2 separate regions of the Pan troglodytes genome follow, and region 2 is linked to region 1. Evidence: chromatin contacts called from public Hi-C data. All regions are on one chromosome and are shown on one strand. Each heading gives the region's core, a stretch centred on a gene start, on an enhancer-like site or on the middle of the called end of the contact. The rest is flanking DNA. Distances are from core to core; before and after follow the strand shown. Region 1 overlaps CREG1 (cellular repressor of E1A stimulated genes 1). Region 2 overlaps CD247 (CD247 molecule).

The links. Hi-C and Micro-C count contacts between places; a contact is called where the count stands out from the background.
Region 2: a contact with region 1 is called in a Hi-C map of induced pluripotent stem cells, with 2.4 times the contacts expected there. The contact joins two enhancer-like sites.

Annotation. Positions count from the first base shown.
Region 1 is chr1:81,567,377-81,571,658 of NHGRI_mPanTro3-v2.0_pri, forward strand. It overlaps CREG1 (cellular repressor of E1A stimulated genes 1), which reads left to right. Exons shown (of 4, transcript XM_009437443.5): 4 at 250-1,538. The coding sequence ends at 253. Among named protein-coding and RNA genes, the nearest start is that of CREG1, 13 kb to the left of the region's middle. Within about 2 kb of position 2,080, at least 2 of the 24 cell types and tissues checked have an H3K27ac peak or open chromatin away from gene starts, as enhancers often do. A contact at or near this core is called in induced pluripotent stem cells, where this site is marked.
Region 2 is chr1:81,677,216-81,681,497 of NHGRI_mPanTro3-v2.0_pri, forward strand. It overlaps CD247 (CD247 molecule), which reads left to right. Exons shown (of 9, transcript XM_054673005.2): 9 at 683-1,790. The coding sequence ends at 748. Among named protein-coding and RNA genes, the nearest start is that of CD247, 88 kb to the left of the region's middle. Within about 2 kb of position 1,971, at least 6 of the 24 cell types and tissues checked have an H3K27ac peak or open chromatin away from gene starts, as enhancers often do. A contact at or near this core is called in induced pluripotent stem cells, where this site is marked.

The DNA of each region.
Region 1 (4,282 bases), core at 830-3,329:
TACTTGGAGAGGAGGGTTGTTGCTAAAATGAGGATTCCTAGGCCCCACCCTCAACCTATTGAAACTGAAACTCAGGAATCTGCATTTTAACAAACCCAAGTGGTTATTTAGTATATTCTAGTGGTTGAAATGAACTGAAAATCTTAATTTAGATCAGAAATTTTATCTAGTCCTTTCCTAGAATGAATTAATTTTTAAGATTTGTTAACCCAGTTTAACAAAATAATTCTTCTCTGTTCCCTTTTCTAGGTGAAGCAGACTGTGGTGAATTTAGCAACACTTACGAAGTTTCTTAAAGTGGCTCATACACACTTAAAAGGCTTAATGTTTCTCTGGAAAGCGTCCCAGAATATTAGCCAGTTTTCTGTCACATGCTGGTTTATTTGCTTGCTTGTTTACTTGCTTGTTTACCAATAGAGTTGACCTGTTATTGCATTTCCTGGAAGATGTGGTAGCTACTTTTTTCCTATTTTGAAGCCATTTTCATAGAGAAATATCCTTCACTATAATCAAATAAGTTTTGTCCCATCAATTCCAAAGATGTTTCCAGTGGTGCTCTTGAAGAGGAATGAGTACCAGTTTTAAATTGCCCATTGGCATTTGAAGGTAGTTGAGTATGTGTTCTTTATTCCTAGAAGCCACTGTGCTTGGTAGAGTGCATCACTCACCACAGCTGCCTCCTGAGCTGCCTAAGCCTGGTGCGAAAGGATTGGCTCCCATTATGGTGCTTCTGAATAAATCTTGCCAAGATAGACAAACAATGATGAAACTCAAATGGAGCTTCCTACTCATGTTGATTTATGTCTCACAATCCTGGGTATTGTTAATTCAACATAGGGTGAAACTATTTCTGATAAAGAACTTTTGAAAAACTTTTTATACTCTAAAGTGATACTCAGAACAAAAGAAAGTCATAAAACTCCTGAATTTAATTTCCCCACCTAAGTCGAGACAGTATTATCAAAACACATGTGCACACAGATTATTTTTTGGCCCCAAAACTGGATTGCAAAAGAAAGAGGAGAAGAATATTTTGTGTGTTCCTGGTATTCTTTTATAAGTAAAGTTTACCCAGGCATGGACCAGCTTCAGCCAGGGACAAAATCCCCTCCCAAACCACTCTCCACAGCTTTTTAAAAATACTGCTACTCTTAACAATTACCTAAGGCTTCCTCAACTGCCCCAAATCTCTTAATAGCTTCTAGTGCTGCTACAATCTAAGTCAGGTCACCAGAGGGAAGAGAACATGGCATTAAAAGAATCACATCTTCAGAAGAGAAGACAGTAATATTATTACCCATATACATGATTTCAGAAGATGACATAAGATTCCTCTTAAAGAGGAAATGTCAGGAATCAAGCCACTGAATCCTTAAAGAGAAAAGTTGAATATGAGTCATTGTGTCTGAAAACTGCAAAGTGAACTTAACTGAGATCCAGCAAACAGGTTCTGTTTAAGAAAAATAATTTATACTAAATTTAGTAAAATGGACTTCTTATTCAAAGCATCAATAATTAAAAGAATTATTTTAATGAAATGTGTTGGATTCGTTTTCTTAAACATAGACATTAATATTTATTACACTTTGTTTTATTGTCTACTGTCGAAATAGCATGTTCCTAAATCAGTCACTGGCTGTTTCAAAACTTGAAGTGAATAATACCACTCTTTCTAATTGGCAAAAAGCTCATTATGTCCTAAAATTCTGGGCATGGCCAGATCTAGCCTTTGTCAAAGGTTCTGCCTCAGGGATTTGGTTGCCAGTGTACCTTGTGTTAGAATTAGGTTGAGGGCAGCTATTTGGTTTTGTCCCTTTACCCACTTAGTGAGTTTTTTCTCCAGCATTTGGAACCACATAAATACATATCGACATTCAGGTAAGATCTAGTTATCAGAGAGAGTAAAGTCAACCAGTGTTTCACAGCAGGCGCTGCAGATTCTTTTATAATTGAATGTGCCAGAATATGTCACTGTTAATATTCCAGTTAGCCACTAGGGGGCACTGTGGACTACTCTTTGTGCAAGTTTGGGTTTCTTACACAGCCAAATCAAGCCCCTAGGAATAATGCCCTGGGTTAGGAGCTGGAGTAAATGCAGCTCAGCAGGGGCAAGAGGAGAAGCAGAGGCCTGATTTGCTGCTGCTGCTGCTGCTGCTAGGTTTTCCTGGGTTTATCATTCCCTCCACACTATGTGCTTCTACATCAGGCTTCTGGTCCCCTTGCACCCCACCTGCTGCAGAAGGAGAACAGATCTCTGGGCTCAAACAGCTAGGAGATGAGTGTCTTAGACTGGGGTGGGGAGGGGGAGTCAGCCTTGGTGCAGAGAGCAGGACAGGCCCTGATAAAAGTGTAAAGAGGGGCCGAGCGCGGTGGCTCACACCTGTAATCCCAGCACCTTGGGAGGCCGAGGCAGGTGGATCACGAGATTAGGAGATCGAGACCATCCTGACAAACACGGTGAAACCCCGTCTCTACTAAAAATACAAAAAATTAGCTGGGCGTGGTGGCAGGTGCCTGTAGTCCCAGCTACTTGGAAGGCTGAGGCAGGAGAATGGCGTGAACCTGGGAGGCGGAGCTTGCAGTGAGCTGAGACCGCGCCACTGCACTCCAGCCTGGGCGATGGAGCGAGACTCCGTCTCAAAAAAAAAAAAAAAAAAAAAAAAAAAAAAATGTGGAAAGAGGGAGTAGCTCAGGAGCCTGAAGCTACAGAGTCCAGACAGCTGCGTTTGGCAGATGCTATCTTGACCATCCTTCTGCACTCAGCTGGCCAAGGCCATTTGTCTTTACCAACCATGGCCAATAATCATAGTTTATTCTGTCTTCTAGTCCAGGTTTAAAGTCCTTGACAGGTATGTGGGGGAGTGGAGAAAAATCTTTATGAAATGTGACGAAGTTCAATGAAATAAATGCATCAGATATTCTGAGGAGGTTGCTAGTGTGATGTTCCCTTCTTAGTAGTAGTTAGACTGAAGATCACAAAGTAATTGAAAAGGAGACTACTTTCTTTTAAGGGAGCATGTTTTTCAGTTTTAGTACTGAGGAAATAATGCTCTAATTTGTGTAATGCTGGTTGGTCAGTGTTTCCTAGGGGAATTCCAAACTGTCACTTCAAAACAAGTGTTCTATAAATTTTCATTAGAGAAGACAATTATAATTTAATTATAATTCCTTTTGGAATTAAGGGGGGTACAAATCAATAAAATGTAAATTTTTCAGTTTTTTCTTTAAGATTTATTGTAAGACATTTGTATAGGAAATGTGGAGAATAAAAAGTTTGAAATTTATAACCACCAACCAGCATGGTTGCTAATATTTTAGGTGTGTTTTCTTGGGAGTGATGTTTAAACATAGTCAAGATCTTGCTGTTTAATGAATGTGTATCATGCTTCTTTCACTTTATCATAAACAACTGTGTTCCTAGAAGCCATTCACAAGGATGGCTGAGAATGGCTGCAGAATATTTCATCAGATCAATATAAGCAGGCCACCAAATAATGGTCTGCATTGGGACTCTGTTGCTAGTGACAAGAAACCCAAGTCAAAATTGTTTAAACAAAAAGAGTTCATTGATCTTATATTATTCAGAACTTGGCTTTCATTTCCTGGCTCCTCTTTCTGCCGTGTTAGTTTTCATTGCAGCCAGCAATCTTACCGCCAAGAGGATGTGTCCTTCCTAGCTGGGCCCTAGCCATTCCCGAATAATCACTGTGTCTGGGAATGGGGTGCCCTCTTTGGCCGAACTTGAGTAGTGTGGCTTCTCCTGGAGTTGCGGGTTCACTCAGCACCATGAGAATCACAGAGACTGGGATAATGTAGAAGGGGGACTCCTGCAATGAAAAGAGTGCTTATGCGAACTGAAGGAACACTGAGCAGGCAAAAACCAAAGGCTATTAGCATTTTCTCCAGTTTTTGCACATTTAGGTTACTTTCAGTTTTTTCCTCTTATAAAAGAAAAGTCTTACACATAAAATATTTTCTACATTTCTGTTTATTTCCTTAGATTCCCAGCAGTGGAATTTCCAAGCCAAAAGCTTTTGGTACATGTTATAAATTGCTTTTAAGAATGTGTATCAATTATAATGTCCAGTGTTTGCTTTAAAACATTCTAGCAAAGAAAAAAGTATAGGGGATTAGATGAGGAGAAATTGGCAAAATGGTAACAGTTGAAGCTAGGTGATGTGCCTGGAGATTCATTTTGCTATTATTCTCCTTTGTGTATGTCTGAAAATTATAAAGATTTCTAAATTGAATTGAAAAAAAATAAAGAATTGAGGATCTAGAG
Region 2 (4,282 bases), core at 721-3,220, 110 kb after region 1:
GACTCTAGTGTCAGGATGCCCAGCTTGCCTGAGTTGAGTGATATCAAAAGGGCCCCAGAAACTTACCTGTGTGTGGCTGCTGTTGATCCTTCTCCTTCCTGGCCCCCGGACCAGGGGGACAGGCATTCCAGCAGGTTTGGGGCCAGCCTTGTGGGCCTGTTCGTGACCAAGAAAACACTAGAATCACCGGGCCTGGGAAGGGAAGGAGGCTCACAGAGGGCTGAGGCCAAGGAGCCCCTCTTCTCCCTGTGACAAGTCCAGGCTTCCTTTGGGCCCAGGTGTCAGGGACAGCAGATTCTCTGGAGCAGGCCTGGGCCCTCCCCCCTGATTCCTGCCCAATATGGGAGGTGGGAGACTCCTTTCTCTTAGGTCCAACAGGAAGTTGGCGGGGCCCAAGCACTGTAAGGCACAGCATTTGAGGAGCTGAGAAGAGGGGTGAGAATTTAGCTGGAAAGGAGTTGCTGCAAGGCCATTCCCGGCAGGGCACAGCACCCATCTACCAACGAAGCTGTTGCAGCCAAGGCTCCTGCTCGTGGGGCCAGGGGGATTATTCCTGGGCCTCTGGAGGCTGGGTGGGTGGTCACAGGGCTGTGCTGCAGAGACACCTGTTGGCCTCTGGGTTGGCTCCTGCCCACACAGGCTACTGACCCACTGTTTGTTTTTTGATTTGCTTTCATGCCAGGGTCTCAGTACAGCCACCAAGGACACCTACGACGCCCTTCACATGCAGGCCCTGCCCCCTCGCTAACAGCCAGGGGATTTCACCACTCAAAGGCCAGACCTGCAGACGCCCAGATTATGAGACACAGGATGAAGCATTTACAACCCGGTTCACTCTTCTCAGCCACTGAAGTATTCCCCTTTATGTACAGGATGCTTTGGTTATATTTAGCTCCAAACCTTCACACACACACTGTTGTCCCTGCACTCTTTAAGGGAGTGTACCCCCAGGGCTTACGGCCCTGGCCTTGGGCCCTCTGGTTTGCCGGTGGTGCAGGTAGACCTGTCTCCTGGCGGTTCCTCGTTCTCCCTGGGAGGCGGGCACACTGCCTCTCACAGCTGAGTTGTTGAGTCTGTTTTGTAAAGTCCCCAGAGAAAGTGCAGATGCTAGCACATGCCCTAATGTCTGTATCATTCTGTGTCTGAGTGGCTTCACTCCTGCTGTAAATTTGGCTTCTGTTGTCACCTTCACCTCCTTTCAAGGTAACTGTACTGGGCCATGTTGTGCCTCCCTGGTGAGAGGGCCGGGCAGAGGGGCAGATGGAAAGGAGCCTAGGCCAGGTGCAACCAGGGAGCTGCAGGGGCATGGGAAGGTGGGCGGGCAGGGGAGGGTCAGCCAGGGCCTGCGAGGGCAGCAGGAGCCTCCCTGCCTCAGGCCTCTGTGCCGCACCATTGAACTGTACCATGTGCTACAGGGGCCAGAAGATGAACAGACTGACCTTGATGAGCTGTGCACAAAGTGGCATAAAAAACAGTGTGGTTACACAGTGTGACTAAAGTGCTGCGGAGCAAGAGGAGGCCGTTGATTCACTTCACGCTTTCAGCGAATGACAAAATCATCTTTGTGAAGGCCTCGCAGGAAGACCCAACACATGGGACCTATAACTGCCCAGCGGACGGTGGCAGGACAGGAAAAACCCGTCAATGTACTAGGATACTGCTGCGTCATTACAGGGCACAGGCCATGGATGGAAAACGCTCTCTGCTCTGCTTTTTTTCTACTGTTTTAATTTATACTGGCATGCTAAAGCCTTCCTATTTTGCATAATAAATGCTTCAGTGAAAATGCAGCTTTACTCTAAGCTTTATTTCAGCAGTCAAGCTTGTAATGGCAATTTAGTCATCAGTAAATCAGCAGGTTGCCCTTGGGGGAGGAGGGGAGCAAAACTGCTGATTCTCAGGAGAGAACAGGACAGTTCCCGGGAACGCGCACATGAGCACAGGTGCATCCTGCGGCCCGGAATGCGGCCATATGGGTGGTGTCACACACGGCAAGTGGGCCGGGCATCCCGGCTGGGTGGCTGTGCCTTAGACAGAGAGAGTGGTGCTTGGTGCAATACAATGTGTCAGGATGGGCCCAGTCTTACGCCAGAAACAGAGAGGGCTATGGGAAAGGAGCCCTGCAGCACGGCACCAGCTTGTCAGGTGCAAGAAAACAAGCGCGAAAGGCTGGCCTGGCACCCAGGCATCAGAATAGACAGCGTGTGAGCAGAAGGTGTCCGGAAGTTATGCACAGCAGCTGACGCCACAGTGCAAAATGTCTCAGTGCATAGGGTTTGAGGGAGGGATGGAGGACAAGTCTTTTAGGCGTTTCTCTCACAAAAGGTGGCCCTGTCCCTAGCAGTATTTCCTCTAACTGCAGTGGCTATATATAAGGCCCCAATTCAACAAGCCCACCAACTAATATTGTGTAAAGACTGAAATCTATACCTTGACATTTTCAAAAAGGAAATCTAAGACCATGACTGTTAAAAGCCCCTGAAAATTTGGGATTCCAACAGGAGCCACGCACATCATCACTAGGCATATTTAACAATTCACAGGCAACTCATAAGGAGAAGGCATTTGATTTGTAACTCAGCCTCAGGGGAATTCTGCTACTCACTGGGCTTTTAAAACTGAAATCTGGTTCATCTATTAGTGAAAGAGAGTGCCTCTCACATCGAGGGCTTGTGCTAGACCAAGTTTCAAGGTCAGCTGACATATATACAGGCTGTGTGACCTGGATGGCTGGTTTGAAAAGTGAGTTGATCCAATTCTGTCAAGAATATGTCAGTCTGGGCATGGTGGCTCATGCCTGTAATCCCAGCATTTTGTGAGGCTGAGGCAGGAGAATCCTTTGAGCCCAGGAGTTTGAGACCAGCCTGGGCAATACAGGAGGACCCCGTCTCTACAAAAAAATACAGCTGGGCATGGCGGCATGTGCCTGTGTTCCTCGCTACTCGGGATGCTGAAGCTAGAGGATCGCTTGAGCACAGGAGGTCAAGGCTGCAGTGAGCCGAAATCCAGCCTGGGTAACAGAGGGAGACCCTATCTCAATATATATATATATATATATATATATAATTTTTTTTATAACATGTCTAAAGAGGCAAAAAGAAAAGCTGGCAGTGGGCAGTGAGCTATGGTGCTAGAGCTAAACTGGGGTGTGGGCCACATCAGGCTACGTGCAAGGTAACCACACAGACAGCAAGCTGGGGGAGAACTGAGATATGCTCACAGAAGCAGGGCTGAGAAACCAGTTTCTGAGAGAGCAAAGCCCTGAATCCGAGGGGAGAGCGGCTAGCCCTGGAACTGCCAGGGTTCCTGTCTTTCCTGAGGTCTGGCAATGCCTTCTCCACAGCACAACTGCACTCCCTCCATCCTAAGACACTGTTGGTTACTGATGTATCAACTTATTTCAAGGGCAAAAACACTAAATATCCATTGTAAGATGTAGATCTGTTTCATGGGTTAAAAGTGAAGATACGCTTAGAATCAAGGAAACATGGAATTTTACTTGTATTGAGGAAACACATTATATATATAAAGATGGAAGCTTTCAATATTTTTCAAACGTTTATTCAAATGTCACTAAACTCAGATGATATGAATATTTCTGATCGCTTTTCTTCTTAGAGTATAATTTGAGGTCATTCTTGGAATAAGATCCAAGGTTTCTAGTTTAAAATGTTCCTATAAGAAATACTCAAAACTGCAAAGCCTGGCTTGGCAGAGAAAAAATGGCAGATGACCTACTTAGGCTAAGAGGACAACTTCCGGGGTGATTTAAAGCCTTGTCATTTGGCCAACTGTTTAGCCACAGGCCTCAAACTGTCCATGAATAACTTGTGATGTGTTTTGGTTGCTTGGTGCTGGACATTTCAGTTGTTGATCAACAACTACTTTTGTGAACCCATGACTGGGTCCTAACACTGGATTTCCTGTTAACTTCAACCTGGGTCTTTGGAGAGATGTAAGTCCCTCCAAAAACAAAAGAGTAAGGGCATATATTATTCACATCCTGCCATAGATAATTCAGCTTTGTATACAAACCTGGAAATGGGTTAGAATTTAACAACTTTTTCACAAAGGACTACAGGGTAACAGAATCTCATCAGTTGTTTATCCTCATTCCTTAGGATATGACAAACGAGTTTTGCTTGCTAAGTCTGTGAGCACGACACTATCTCAAAAACAGGATTTCTGTTAAAAACTTGACATTATTTTAAGAAAATAACTCTACAAACTGAGACATAAGCCATATATCTAAGGAATGGAATGGAAAAATATAAATTCTATG